2 separate regions of the Hordeum vulgare genome follow, and region 1 is linked to region 2. Evidence: chromatin contacts called from public Hi-C data. All regions are on one chromosome and are shown on one strand. Each heading gives the region's core, a stretch centred on a gene start, on an enhancer-like site or on the middle of the called end of the contact. The rest is flanking DNA. Distances are from core to core; before and after follow the strand shown.

Region 1 (6,652 bases), core at 2,654-5,153, 170 kb before region 2:
GCAAACATGTCAGGGCTAATTTCCCAGGTTGAACCTGAGCTAGGTCATCTGAACTATGAGGAGCAAATGCTACTTACACAGATTCGAAGGGAGCAATTGCAGCAGGAACAAATGATGGGTCGTAACAATCTGGAATTTCCTGGACAATTTGCAGGGCAGGTGTTTGATTCATTGCACCAACACAGACAGTCCATCAATCCACCTGCTCCTGAGGTGGAGCACCTTTTGAGAGTCCAGTTTGAACTTGAGCACCAGCAGCGACGCCAACAGCTGCAGCAGGAGCAACACCGCCAGCAGCTTCAGCAAGAGCAGCACCAGAGGCAGCTTCAGCAAGAGCAACACCAGAGGCAGCTGCAGCAGCGCCAAGCACAGCTACTGCAACAGCAGCAGCAGCAGCAACAGCAGCAGCTGATTATTGAGCAAATGTTGCAGCAACAGTTACAGAGTTCAAATTTCGGACAAGCTAACATGGTCGATCAAGTGTTACTCAGGGAACAGTTATTGAATGACTTGCATCATCAACCCCATCATTTTCAAAGGCAGCATGATGCAGCTATTGAACAACTCATTCAAGCAAAATTTGGGCATGGCCATCACAGGGAGCAACACAATGATATGTTAGATGTTCTCTCACGTTCAAACCAGAGGCAGGCTCTTCCTTTGGAGCAGCAAATTCTTTTAGGGCTGCACCATGATCAGCTCCAAACACAACAATTGGCCAATGCTATACGACAACATGCGGGCAGGGAGGAAGAACGACATTTAGGTGGGGGCTGGCCGATGGATGATCCTAGCCAATTTATCCGCACAGGAACTAGTCCAAATCAAAGCCACACCTCCAGACTTGGTCAATTCGATCTTCTGCAGTCCCTTCAGAGGTCGTCATCTGTGGAGCACCATGACCATCTTGACCGAAGCCTATCTATGCATGAACGATTGCACAGAGGAGGTCAAGGTATTCATTCTCTTGAGCGGTCTGGCTCTTTGCCTGGTGGTGCTCCTTTACCAAATCCTGATGTTGTAAATGCCCTAGCACGTCATCATGGCCTCGGTCAGATGGAAACACATGGTGATCTGTATTCTGCAGGCCAGATGCCTATGCATGCCTCAGGAGGGGTTCATCCCCAGCAACACAGGCTGCAGGAGCAGCTGTCAGGTTCTCACATGGGAAGGCTGGAAAGGAACTGGTCAGATGCCAATGGGCAATTGCAAAATAGCCTGATGGAAGCTTCACGCATAAATCAGATGCAAATTGAAGCAGAGAAGCAGAGGAGGAATGTGGAAATGAATCTTCCCATTGACAACCCACATGCATGGGCCTCCCTTATGAACAATGAGAGGAACCCAGAAGCTGAATTGAGTGATATGATTCATCAAAAACTGGTTCTTCAAGCACAGCAATCTCGTGGTTTCCCTGATGTTCCGCCGACGGCATCATTTGGACGTAAAGACCCTTCTTCACTTTTTGCACAGCCCGCTGCAGATAACCCTTTAAGATCATCTGTTGACAGGTTGTCTTTTGATGATCCACTTGCAGAAAGGTCACACTTCTCAAAAATGGGGCACTTAGGACAGGATGGACCAACTAGTCTAGATATTTTACCAAACAATATTGAGATGAACCGGAAACTCGGTGTCAGATCAAGCTCTGCGACAATGCTTGATATGCAAAGGGGAGAATTCCCAGACGTGATGGGTGGTAGTGTGTCAACTAATCAATTGGTTGGGAATGCCAATGATGTAGCCCGGAGGAAAAGGCAGGGTTCTAGTGCAAACTTGGCAGTGGAGGACACTGATTTTTCTGAAGCGGTCAGCAACTGGTACTTTTCTTAACTTTTCATCTGCACCCCTATTTTCATTATCCTTTTTTGAAGCCTCACAATGAACTTTCACTACAGATATATATTTTGTTTCTACAAATATACAGTATAATACTTTATTTGCACAGTCATACAAGTCCTGATATCTAGGCTCTCCATTGCTTATAGACATGCCCTGTTCTTTGTTTATCCTCACTTTTCCAGAGACGTTCGGTAATTTTACTTGTCCAAATTGTTATTGTCAGTTTACACATAGTGGTGCATGTGAACACACAGTTGATTCTAGTATAAGGCTCAATACAGTTATTTTTTTTCAATATGCAGGGTTGATACTGGCATCTCAAAGGGAAGCTCCCATTCCCTGCTAAAGCGCACAGCAAACCCGCACACAGCTACCTCTCAGGCTCAGGCAGCGTCAACAGATCTGTCGTCAACCATTAGGTCCAAGAAAGCAGGCCATGCTTCTTCTGCATCCTCCGATGGTACGCCATGTGCAACCTACCTGTGTGGTTTTCTTCTCCTGTGGAATCTATGTTGTTTATTCAGTGAAGCTCTTTATCTGGGCAGTCATGTTAATGTTAAGTCCAATAATATATTTCCTCTGTTCAGAAATAACTGTCGTGGTTTTAGCTAGAAAAAACCATGTCAGTTATTTCCGAACGGAGGGAGTATATACATAGCTAATCGTATCAACTGAAGACCACTTCGCTTTTGATGGATAGTAAAAAGGAAAGATATAGGCCAGTTCTTACTTGCTGTAGTTGAGCAGTTTGGTCTGTTTGAGCCACCTGACCTTCCATTTATATTTAGCTTCAAACGTTCTCCTTACTGTTCTATGATATGTTATGGGATTTATACCATTTTATGGTTTCAGACCTCTGATATAGTAATCTTGTTGTGCAGAGCATAAGATGGAATCAGGAGTCACGTCAGCAGCCCATGGCGTGGAAGCTGCTGCTTCAGCCAACAAAGAGGCAGGGACGTTTGGCATCCCACCAAGCAGCAATCAGGACGCCTCTGGTCCTTCGTTCAGTGAAATGCTCAAGAGCACAAAGAAGCCTCCCCTGCAGTATGACGCCTCAGAATCCGCTGACGGCGGCCCTGGTGGAAAGGGCACCAAGAAGAAAGCAAAGAAAGGAAAACAGATCGACCCTTCGCTTCTGGGCTTCAAGGTCCACAGCAACCGCATCTTGATGGGCGAGATCCACCGCCCCGATGACTAACGCGCTTGGGTCCTGCCATTTTGTGTACATGCTCACCTCTGTAGACTCTGCACATGTTTTTTGATAACATTCCTTGCTGTGGAGGCCATGGCCTGGCCCCCCTTTGTTCTTTCCCATTAGCCTTAGGATACTCCAGATCAGCCAGAATCTCAAGTTGAAATTAGGGAGGGCTTTTTTTGGTGTGTTTACCTGCGCCCTCGAGTTTATACAGGATACATGAAATCTGTACAGGACACCGGAATCATGGGCATGTATGTCAGTGATCTCCTTGTACAGTGCAAGGAAGTATCATCTTAATTCCTCTTCCATTTCTTTCCCCTCCCTCTGATTGAGCAAGCATAGCGTCCTTGCGATGATTTGTCGGTTACAATCTTTGAGAAGCCCGGCATTATTTGTCTTAGTTAGCATGTGCTGTAGGGCTGATTTGAACGATGTCAAAATCTAAACCCAATAATTAAATTAGATTGCTTATTATGTAGTAAAACTGAGCATTATGAAGGCAGGCATGGAATCCTAAACAAACAGTCCTATTAGGTGGTTGTTACTATTCCAGTGATGGCATTTGCCTTGTTTGTGCATAGGAATGTTAAAAGGGACTTTTGTTGACTGCATAGGAATGTTTTGAATCAAATGAATGACTAATGTCATCCAAGAAAGTAACCTTACTGTTCTATTTCTTCTTCTACTTATCCGTGAAAATAAAAGAGGCCCTGAAATGCTAGACCGTCATGCTTTCCACAAACCCCATCATGGCATCCATCGTTTTCCCCAGGTGATTTGGACGCATGTGCTCAGCATGGAGTCGTGTCATGTATGCAGGTGGAGCACATGCGTGCAAGCCGGGACAGAACTGGTATCGCGCTGTTCCCACATGGCCCAACATTTGAAAACTAGCGACTCGCTCCACTGAACCGCAGAAACGGCATAGTCTACCTCTATCCTACCCGCCCACCCCGTCTCAGGTGCGCGGATCTGAACCGATGAAGAGAGAGACTGGCAGCAGCAGCAGGGTCATGTTGCTGCGGCGACAGAAAAATGCGAGCCAGATTGGATCTATTCATCTATCTGACCCAACCCATGCAAAATGGACAGAAATGATCTCAAGACGCAAGAAATTCACAAACTGAATCATTGGTAAAATAATTCAATCGCATAACCCTTTTGTATAGCGCGGCACAGAGTGCAATATATACGTACATGGATAAGGTTGGTTACAACAGAAACGAGAGAGAGGGAGAGGATCAGGACGTGGAACACGTCGTGGGCGCGCATGCAGGAGAAGGCGCGATCTCTCCCGAGCGTATAGGAAGGCGCTGCCTTGGCGCTGACGTTAGGCCAGTAGGCTGAGGTGAAACGGTCTTCCAACACCCCGCGCAGTCAAAACGCGGTGCTCACCAACGTTTAGACTGGTCCGGAAGTCGTTGAACACATAAGTTGGCAATTCTTTGGTGAAGATGTCCGTGAATTGGGATGTCGTCGGGACGTGTATGACGTGCACCTCGCCCAGGGAGACGCGCTCGCGGACGAAGTGAAGGTCAATCTTGATATGCTTGGTGCGTTGATGCTGGACGGGGTTGCCGGACATGTACATGGCGCTGACGTTGTTGCAGTAGACTATGGTGGCGTGCGGTGGTGGGCGACGAAGTTCGCCGAGGAGTTGGCGAAGCCAACTCGACTCAACGACGGCATTGGCGAGCCCTCTGTATTTGGCCTCGGCACTGGACCGAGACACGGTGTTCTGGCGCTTCGAAGACGAGCTGACGAGGTTGGCGCCAAGGAAGACGACGAAGCTCGAGGTGGACTTGCGCTTGTCGGGGCAGCCGGCCCAGTCGGCATCCGAGTACGTCGTGAGGTCGCCGGAGGTGGAGCGATGAAAGTGGAGACCCAGGTGAGCGGTGCCACGAATGTAGCGGAGGACGCGCTTCACCAGCTGGTAGTGACTGTCGCGAGGGTCATGCGTGAAGAGGCAGCATTGTTGCACGACATAGGAGATGTCGGGTCTGGTGAGGGTGAGGTACTGGAGGGCCCCGACCAAGCTCCGGTAAAGAGATGGGTCGTGAAAGGCAGGACCATCGGTGGCGGAGAGCTTGGCAGTGGTGTCGATGGGTGTAGACACATGTTTGCAGTTAAGCATGCCTGCACGGTCAAGAATCTCGAGTGCATATTGCTCTTGAGAGAGGTGGAGACCGGAGGTGGTATGATGAACGTTGATGCCCAAGAAGTGGTGTAGAGGCCCCAAGTCGGTCATGGCAAACTCTCGGTGTAGGGAGGCGATGATCGAGCGAAGGAAGGCGGATGTGCTGGCGGTGAGAATAATGTCATCGACGTAGAGAAGATAGGCAGTGTCGGAGCCGCGGTGGATGGAGAAGAGCGAGGAGTCCGCCTTGGAGGTGAGGAATCCAAGGGACTCCAAGAAGGTGGTAAACCGCCGGAACCAGGTGCGGGGTGCCTGCTTCAACCCGTAGAGCGACCGATGAAGACGACACACGTCCCCAGGTCGCGTGGAGTCGACGAAGCCGGAGGGCTGCGTGCTGTACACCGTCTCGGCGAGATGGCCGTGAAGAAACACGTTCTTGACGTCAAGTTGGTGAATGGGCCACGAGCTGCCGGTGGCAAGGCTGAGGACGACCCGGATCGTGGCGGGTTTGACCACGGGACTAAAAGTCTCGCCGTAGTCAACACCAGCCTGCTGCGTGAAGCCGCGGAGCACCCACTGCGCCTTGTACCGAGCCAGCGTACCGTCGGGGTTGAACTTGTGCCGAATGATCCATTTGCCAGTCACCACATTCGCACCTGCAGGACGGGAAACCAACGACCAAGTGTCATTCCGCAACAATGCATTATACTCGTCTAGCATGGCGTTGGCCCAGTTCGGATCCTGAAGGGCGGCACGGTAAGAGGAGGGAATGGGGCTAATGGTGGAAGAAACGGAGAGAGAGAGAGAGAGAGAGAGTTGTTGCTTGGGCAGGAAGTAGCCGGACTACCCACGCGTGCGCATGGGATGCTGGTTGGTGGTGGGAGGGACGCGCACAGCTCGGGGAGGGATTTGCGGTGGAGGTGGCATGGGGTCAGGCGGTGTGGGTGGAGCCGGGCCAGGTGGTGACACGACAGGTGGAGTGGGGAGGGGCGGAGTGGTGCATGGCGGCGGGGCCGATGCTGGGGGGCTGCATGACGGTGTAGTGCCGTGCGGGGGAAGGCACGCAGGAGGGCCACACGCGGGGAGTGGTGGGGCTGTAGGCGCGCATGCAGGGCGACCGGTGGGTGGAGGCGGTGCATGGCGCATGCATGGTGCACGACGTGCAGCAGGGCATGCAGGGAGTGGGTGTGTAAGGAGGGATGGCGGCGTCGGAGCGGCAGGTGCTGCGTGCGGTGGCCGCGGCGGAGGCTCGGCGAAAGGGAAGCTATACTCGTCGAACGTGACGTGGCGAGAAAGGTAGACGCGACGAGAGCGAAGGTCCAGACACCGATATCCCTTGTGCTCTAGGGGGTAGCCAAGAAGCACACAGGGGGTAGACCGAGGGGCGAGCTTGTGGGGCGTGAGCGGGGTGAGGTTAGGGAAGCAGAGGCAACCAAAGACGCGGAGGTGGTCGTAGGTGGGGTGGGAGCCGT
Region 2 (6,126 bases), core at 1,419-3,918:
AGCCACAACCATCCATCTGAGGATCGTATAAGACTATTCACAACAAGGAGTAATATAAAGTAGTAACATATATACTGAAAACCAATGTTTGGTCCGGCAAAAAGGTCATGCTGGCACTGATCTGATCACGATATTGCCCCATACATAGCGGGGCCTGTATGGGCCACCAATTATGAAGTAAAATCTAATAGATCTCGGGTAGGGGTATCGTGCTATTAGTCTTGTCGCGATGGTATCGGTGACAAGAAGGGTTTTACCCAGGCTCTCGCTCTCCTTAGAAATAATATCCTATGTCTTGCATGTGTTGTATTGATTTAAGATGAAGTACAAAATACAGGTTGGTCTACCATAAAATCGTTGTATATCGTCTATATGCCCTATCCATCGGTTTATATAGGCATCAAAGGGTTTAGGGTTACAACTTGATCGGTTACGTATAAGGTGAACATGTTATAGACGACCTTTGAACATATTGAAGTATACATCGATTCTTCAGAAGGCTTCCTTCTACACGTCATGGGCACGGGCGGAGCTACATGCAGCTACCCTGTTGCACAGGCAACAGGGTCAAGTTGTGTTTTGCACTGATACTTTAACACTTAGATCAAACGTATGCATGGATGCATTGGCCTAAATTAGTAAAGATGCAACAGGGTAAATGCAGATGCAGCTCCGCCCCTGGTCATGGGACGATTGGACGTAGCCTATCGGTGAACCGATATGGACGGCTAGGGTTACTTCTAAAATGGACGGTCAAAAATGACGAGGCGTGAGAGGGCTGAGTTTAGGTTCAGTTTTACTGTTTTAAATTTAAATCGTGGTTTTAAGTTTGAGCACATCAAAATGACATTTCCCTCTTCTTTTTGGTCGCTGATTAATTGTTCTCTTTGCACTGCACCGATCGATGAGATGCGTGTGTGGATTCCATTACCATCTGTCCAAATCATGTGGGTGGCCGGAGATATGTAGGATGTGACTAGTTTCAGGGCCGATCGAGTCAATGCTCCTGTCCTGTACACGCGCGAATGCGTAATTGTATTTGAGGTTGGTATATTACTACAGTACAGCCGGGGGCTATCCTCTTTTTTTTTAGAAAAAACATTACTACAGTACATAATACAGGAAAAAACAATTTAAAAAGTGTTAAACTAAAGGAATAATACGCATGCTGGCACCGCAGGGACAGGAGCCAGTGGAGGCAGCAGTCACCGCTTGGAGCTGGAGTTGTATCCACTGGAAAAAAAACGCAATACAATGACGCTAATGGCACGTTATAGCATCCTAAAAATTGTCATGCTAAATAAACTATTCCCTCGTTCCTAAATATAAGTCTTTTTATAGATTGCACTAGTGGACTACATACGGATGTATATAAACATACTTTAGAATATAGATTCATTCATTTTGCTCCGTATGTAGACCACTAGTCAAATCTCTTAAATGACTTATATTTAGGAACAGAGGGAGTAGTGGATATGAGGATTTATGAATAATCCGGATATATATCGATGATAGGAGAGATTCGGTTGGATAGCTTTTTTCATTCTTCCTCTTATACTATCATTGATCGGACGCGTTTACGGACATATGAAACATAATTTGAAGGGTCTGACTATAGATGCTCTAATACCGGCGCTATTTTGTTGTAGCATCTATTTTTTTGTTGGATCCCCGCAGTTCCCTAATGATCCTGACGGGCAGCAACCATGCACGAGGGAGTTTTTTTTTTTTTTTTTTTTTTTTGAGAAATAGGAATCGTATACTAGTAGTTAGGTCCGTCCGGTGGGCAATCGCTCTCCCTCCGATGCCGTCCCGGGGTTGGCCGCCCGGAAGCAGCACCCTTCTTTCCACTCGCCCGTGGTTCACAGCCACGTTGCTCGCGCATATATGCATGCATGCATGAGCCTGGAGGCGGAGCCGCCTGCGCCCGCCAACCACACTGCGTTGCCCATGCGGCCGAGGATCTTTGGGACCACGCCATTGGCATGGCTGTTCCTGTTCGGTTCGGCAGTGTCCTACTCTAACCTTTATCCTATCCTGAGCAACTTTATCAGACCCGCATCCCGTCTCGATCCAGAAAATATCCGTTAAAATGGGGTCGGGACGTAAAAACCTACCCGATCAAACCCCGCATCCCGCCCCGGTCCGTAAATATTTTTGCAGGACGCGGCAAAATCTCGGTCCCAACCCTACGCGGGGTTTCTCCTCGCCGTTGCGGTGCCCCGCATATAAACGAAAGCGGTTGATGAAAGGGACACTTCAACCCGCACGGGTCTGAAAAAGCATATTTCACGAATATGCTTTTTACGGGTTCGTTATGCAGGATCTGCATCCGCGGTCGTGCGCCAGCCCGCAAAGACGTTTTTCTGCGAACTGCAAACCTGTTTTGCGGGCCGGACGGATGCAGGATCTGCTAGAGTTTGCTTTCATGCCATGCCATGGCGGTGCACGCACCAAACACACGTCCACGCCGAGAAGAAGAACTCTCTCTCTCTCTCTTGAGAAATAAGAAAAGGAACTCTCGGAAAAAAGAACAACGAGAGTAGAACAAAAGCCGAGCGCAGGTGGGCTGGGACACACGGCACACCGCCCCCGCTCGGCCTAGCCCAGCCCAATACAAGCCCACCTGCCGCCCCGGGCCCAAAAAACCCTCGTTTTCCCTGAAAAACAAAAAAGCAAAGCCCTGTTCCCCACCGCTGTCCCCTCCCCATCCCACTCCACCGCCCTTGCTCGCGCCACCAAGCCCGCCGCGCCGGAGATGATCTCGTCCATGTCCTGGGTGCCCAGGGGCGCCGCCAGGAGCGCCCCCATCCAGGCGGACCCGCCCACGCAGGAGGAGATCGACGAGGCCATGAGGACCATCGCCCTCGTCACACAGTGAGCGAGCCTCCGTTTCCCCTCCTCCGTTTCGCCCGCCCCCGTCGCGGCCGCCGCGACGATAAGCTCATCACCGTGCATTTTTCTCTCAGATATGCTGGAAATGACGCCGACGCAGACGATGGCGAGATGGAGGTCGACGGCGCCGACCAGGAGGTCGCCCGGGCCAAGGCCGCCGCCGAGGCGCTCGGGAGGACCGGCTCGGGAGGCGCCGTCGTCGTCGGTGCCTCCGATGGGCTCGAGGAGCTCCACATGGAGGAATACGACGACGAGGACTACGGTTGGTGCTCCTGTTGCCCTGCCCACTTTGCTGCTATCGAATTCGATCAGGTCTCGTCTTTGTGTGTGGCTGCTGCTTGAACTGCAGTTTGGATTTTGCGTCAGAGCCTGAGCTTCTCAGTACCGGGAGCGGGGGTTTGTACTATGCAAGCAACGAAGAGGACCCTCATCTCGTCAGGAACAACGACGTGAGTATGATCTGATTTCTCTTGCCGTGAAGGAGATACAGTATTGTCTTCTTTCTTCTTGGTGGTGGTACTGGTACCAGCTATCACATTATATTGGAGGTGAATGAGCCACCTTCTCTGCTTTATTAGGATGATGATGGTGATGAGGACGACGAGGAGATTGAGGACATGGCTATCAAACCTACTGACATGCTGATTGTTTGTGCACATAACGACGATGAGTTCAATTCTCTTCAGGCAAGTGTCAAGTTGGCAACTTCTTTTCTCTGCATTTGCTAAAAAATGTTGCTGTCGCTATTTTCTTCTGATTTTGAATTTTTGATAGTCTTCTTCTAAAAAGAACACAAAGGGGAAATCTTTATGTGGAGCATTATTCTGATTGGACTAAATAAATTTGCATTCTCAAATTTGGTTGATGTCCAGCACAAGCATCTGGATGCGGATGTGCTTATTTCACATTTTAACCCTGCATTTCCCTCTCTGTGCTGGACATTACTAGCTCATATAGTATGTATGCCCAATTATATGCATGTCAAAATGTGACATGTAAAACTTTATTATCTGTGACAGGTTAGTATAGTGGAAGAATTGGAGGACGGGGATCTTAATATGTATGTTCATCATGAGGTCCCTCTCTCAGATTTTCCACTCTGCACAGCTTGGATGGATTTTAACTTTACCGATGCCAAGAAAGAAGGTAAAATTGTGGTGCCACTTGAGTTATAGTAGCAAAGAGTGCCCACTTCTTTCTGTAAAATAAATAAAACATTTAAGGCTTAATCATCTATTTTTATTACAGGGAATTTCATTGCTGTTGGCACCATGGATCCTGCAATCGAAATATGGAACTTGGATATTGTAATGTTCTCAGAAACATGCGAGACTATTACGTCATACGACCATGAGTTGTTTTTCTTGAAATAAATTTATTTTTTATTGTTGGACTTTGATGTTATTCCACAGGTTGATGCGGTCAAACCACATATTGTGCTAGGAGGACTTTCAAAAAACAAAGAAAAAGTTAAGGGGGAAAAGGTATGCTACTAAAATTTCATTGTTGTGCGGGTGAGCGTTCATTCTTTCCTCGAAATCCTAGTTAGTGCATCTACAACCGGACTTAGCAAATATGACCTCCTAAACGCCCGTGGATGCGTCTGGGTAGTGACCGGCGTGTCCGTCTTGAGCCCCTATTTGTGCGTCCGCGCAGGCACATTCCTTATTTTCTTCTCATACTAGAACATTGATGGCGCGCGTTGCAGCGCCCATGAATTTTTCCAGTTGGATGATAGGAATTTTTTTAATGCATGGGCTTGTGAAAATAAAAGTTAAGTTTGTGTAGATAAAGAATATATGTTTGACAGTAAACGAAACAGACGATAATCTACATCAATATTGTCTTAGAGAACATGTTGACACATCAACTATTTGCCAACATGGGAGAAAAATTATAAACCGCCATAGCTAAAAGCTGCAACCTGCACGAAATACAACACCTTCAACGGGTAATATTTCATTGCAGAATGGATGGAGTACTATCATAGGGTTCCACCAGAAGATGATCACCAACCTAGGTCATACATACAGGAGCAGAGCAAAAGGGTTGACACTAGCTGTACCCATTGACACGAGATGCAGAGCCCCAACCGATGATGCAGCAGAGCCTCATTGAGTTATGTGCAGAGTAGTTACAACAAGTAGCCGACAGAGAATCAGCGAGGGAAGCTGATATTTACCTCTCTAATAGTTGATAAGGATCCTTCAGAAGTTTAAGTTTTCCATCGATCCAAAGTGAATACCATACATTAGGAAAGAGTAGATGAAGTCATCGTTTTGGAACCTGTTTGAGGAAAATATCAAAATGGATTTAGTTAAAAAAATCATGACAACGGAAATAAACAATTACAAAATAAATAAATAACTGATGATGATTCACATTAAGCACAACATCCTCCTCTCGCCTTTCTACTTTACAATAGAAAAATCCTTGTGGAGACAATAAACAAATATGGATATTGTGCAATCCAAATTTTTTACATACTCGCACAATGCAGATTAGAATGAAACCATGTCTGTCTCAGATGGAACAGTAATCTAGATAAGAATGCATGTTGTTTTTAACAGATTGTGTATAATTATCTTTGCGTGTAACTTTTAGTTTACATTGCCCGCTAAGCTGAACTTTAACTTGTGCACGATCTCCATGCCAGAAGTAACTATCACTAATTAGAGATGGAATATGAAGAAAATATACCGACCGATTGGCCTTCATGCAGAACATATGCAAAGATTGCTATCCTGCAACATGAATAAACTGAGTAAAAGAACATATGCACAGATTTGTAGCATAGATCAACATTCAACAAAAAGTAAGGACTTCACGGTAGAAGGCAGTAAAAAAGCAAAGTTCAGTGACGAGCATCCATGCATAGATTAACGTGGATAATTTTGAGTAAAAGGACACTGGCGGTGGCCACTTCCTGATTGTCGTGGAATACTACTCGTCATGTAGAAAGTAGACAAATCTGAAGATTAGAACATCCAAGATAAAGAGAAGTGATATTCACATAGACATGGGGATGTAGGTCTGGACCCTTTCCCCTTGCCAAGACGTCCTCTGCAGCAAAGTTCCTCCGTGTTGTACCGAACTGAGAGAAAACCCTTTGTCGCCAGAGATTTGAGAGTGAAGCCCATACCTGCTGCCTGCACCTTCAGAGCAAAGATTGTAGAAGGACAACATAGTTGGCCACCGTCTCTCACGCCCGCTGGATCCCCTCGTCTGCCG

Evidence for each region. A called contact is a pair of places that touch in the nucleus more often than the background predicts.
Region 1: a Hi-C map of seedling shows a contact between it and region 2, with 2.0 times the contacts expected there. The contact joins the enhancer-like site here to the promoter of LOC123445273 in region 2. A contact is called at or near these places in 1 of 6 Hi-C or Micro-C datasets (seedling) and 1 of 1 datasets of contacts at active chromatin or transcription factors (embryo).

What each region holds. Positions count from the first base shown.
Region 1 is chr3H:577,809,057-577,815,708 of MorexV3_pseudomolecules_assembly, reverse strand. It overlaps LOC123445275 (protein ESSENTIAL FOR POTEXVIRUS ACCUMULATION 1), which reads left to right. Exons shown (of 10, transcript XM_045122240.1): 7 at 1-1,444; 8 at 1,538-1,820; 9 at 2,145-2,302; 10 at 2,724-3,340. The coding sequence ends at 3,043. Among protein-coding and RNA genes, the nearest start is that of LOC123445275, 6.7 kb to the left of the region's middle. Within about 2 kb of position 3,903, at least 3 of the 3 cell types and tissues checked have open chromatin away from gene starts, as enhancers often do. A contact at or near this core is called in seedling, where this site is marked.
Region 2 is chr3H:577,640,572-577,646,697 of MorexV3_pseudomolecules_assembly, reverse strand. LOC123445273 reads left to right here and starts at 2,668. Exons shown (of 16, transcript XM_045122237.1): 1 at 2,668-2,877; 2 at 2,970-3,157; 3 at 3,262-3,344; 4 at 3,474-3,581; 5 at 3,915-4,041; 6 at 4,144-4,202; 7 at 4,308-4,379. The coding sequence starts at 2,759.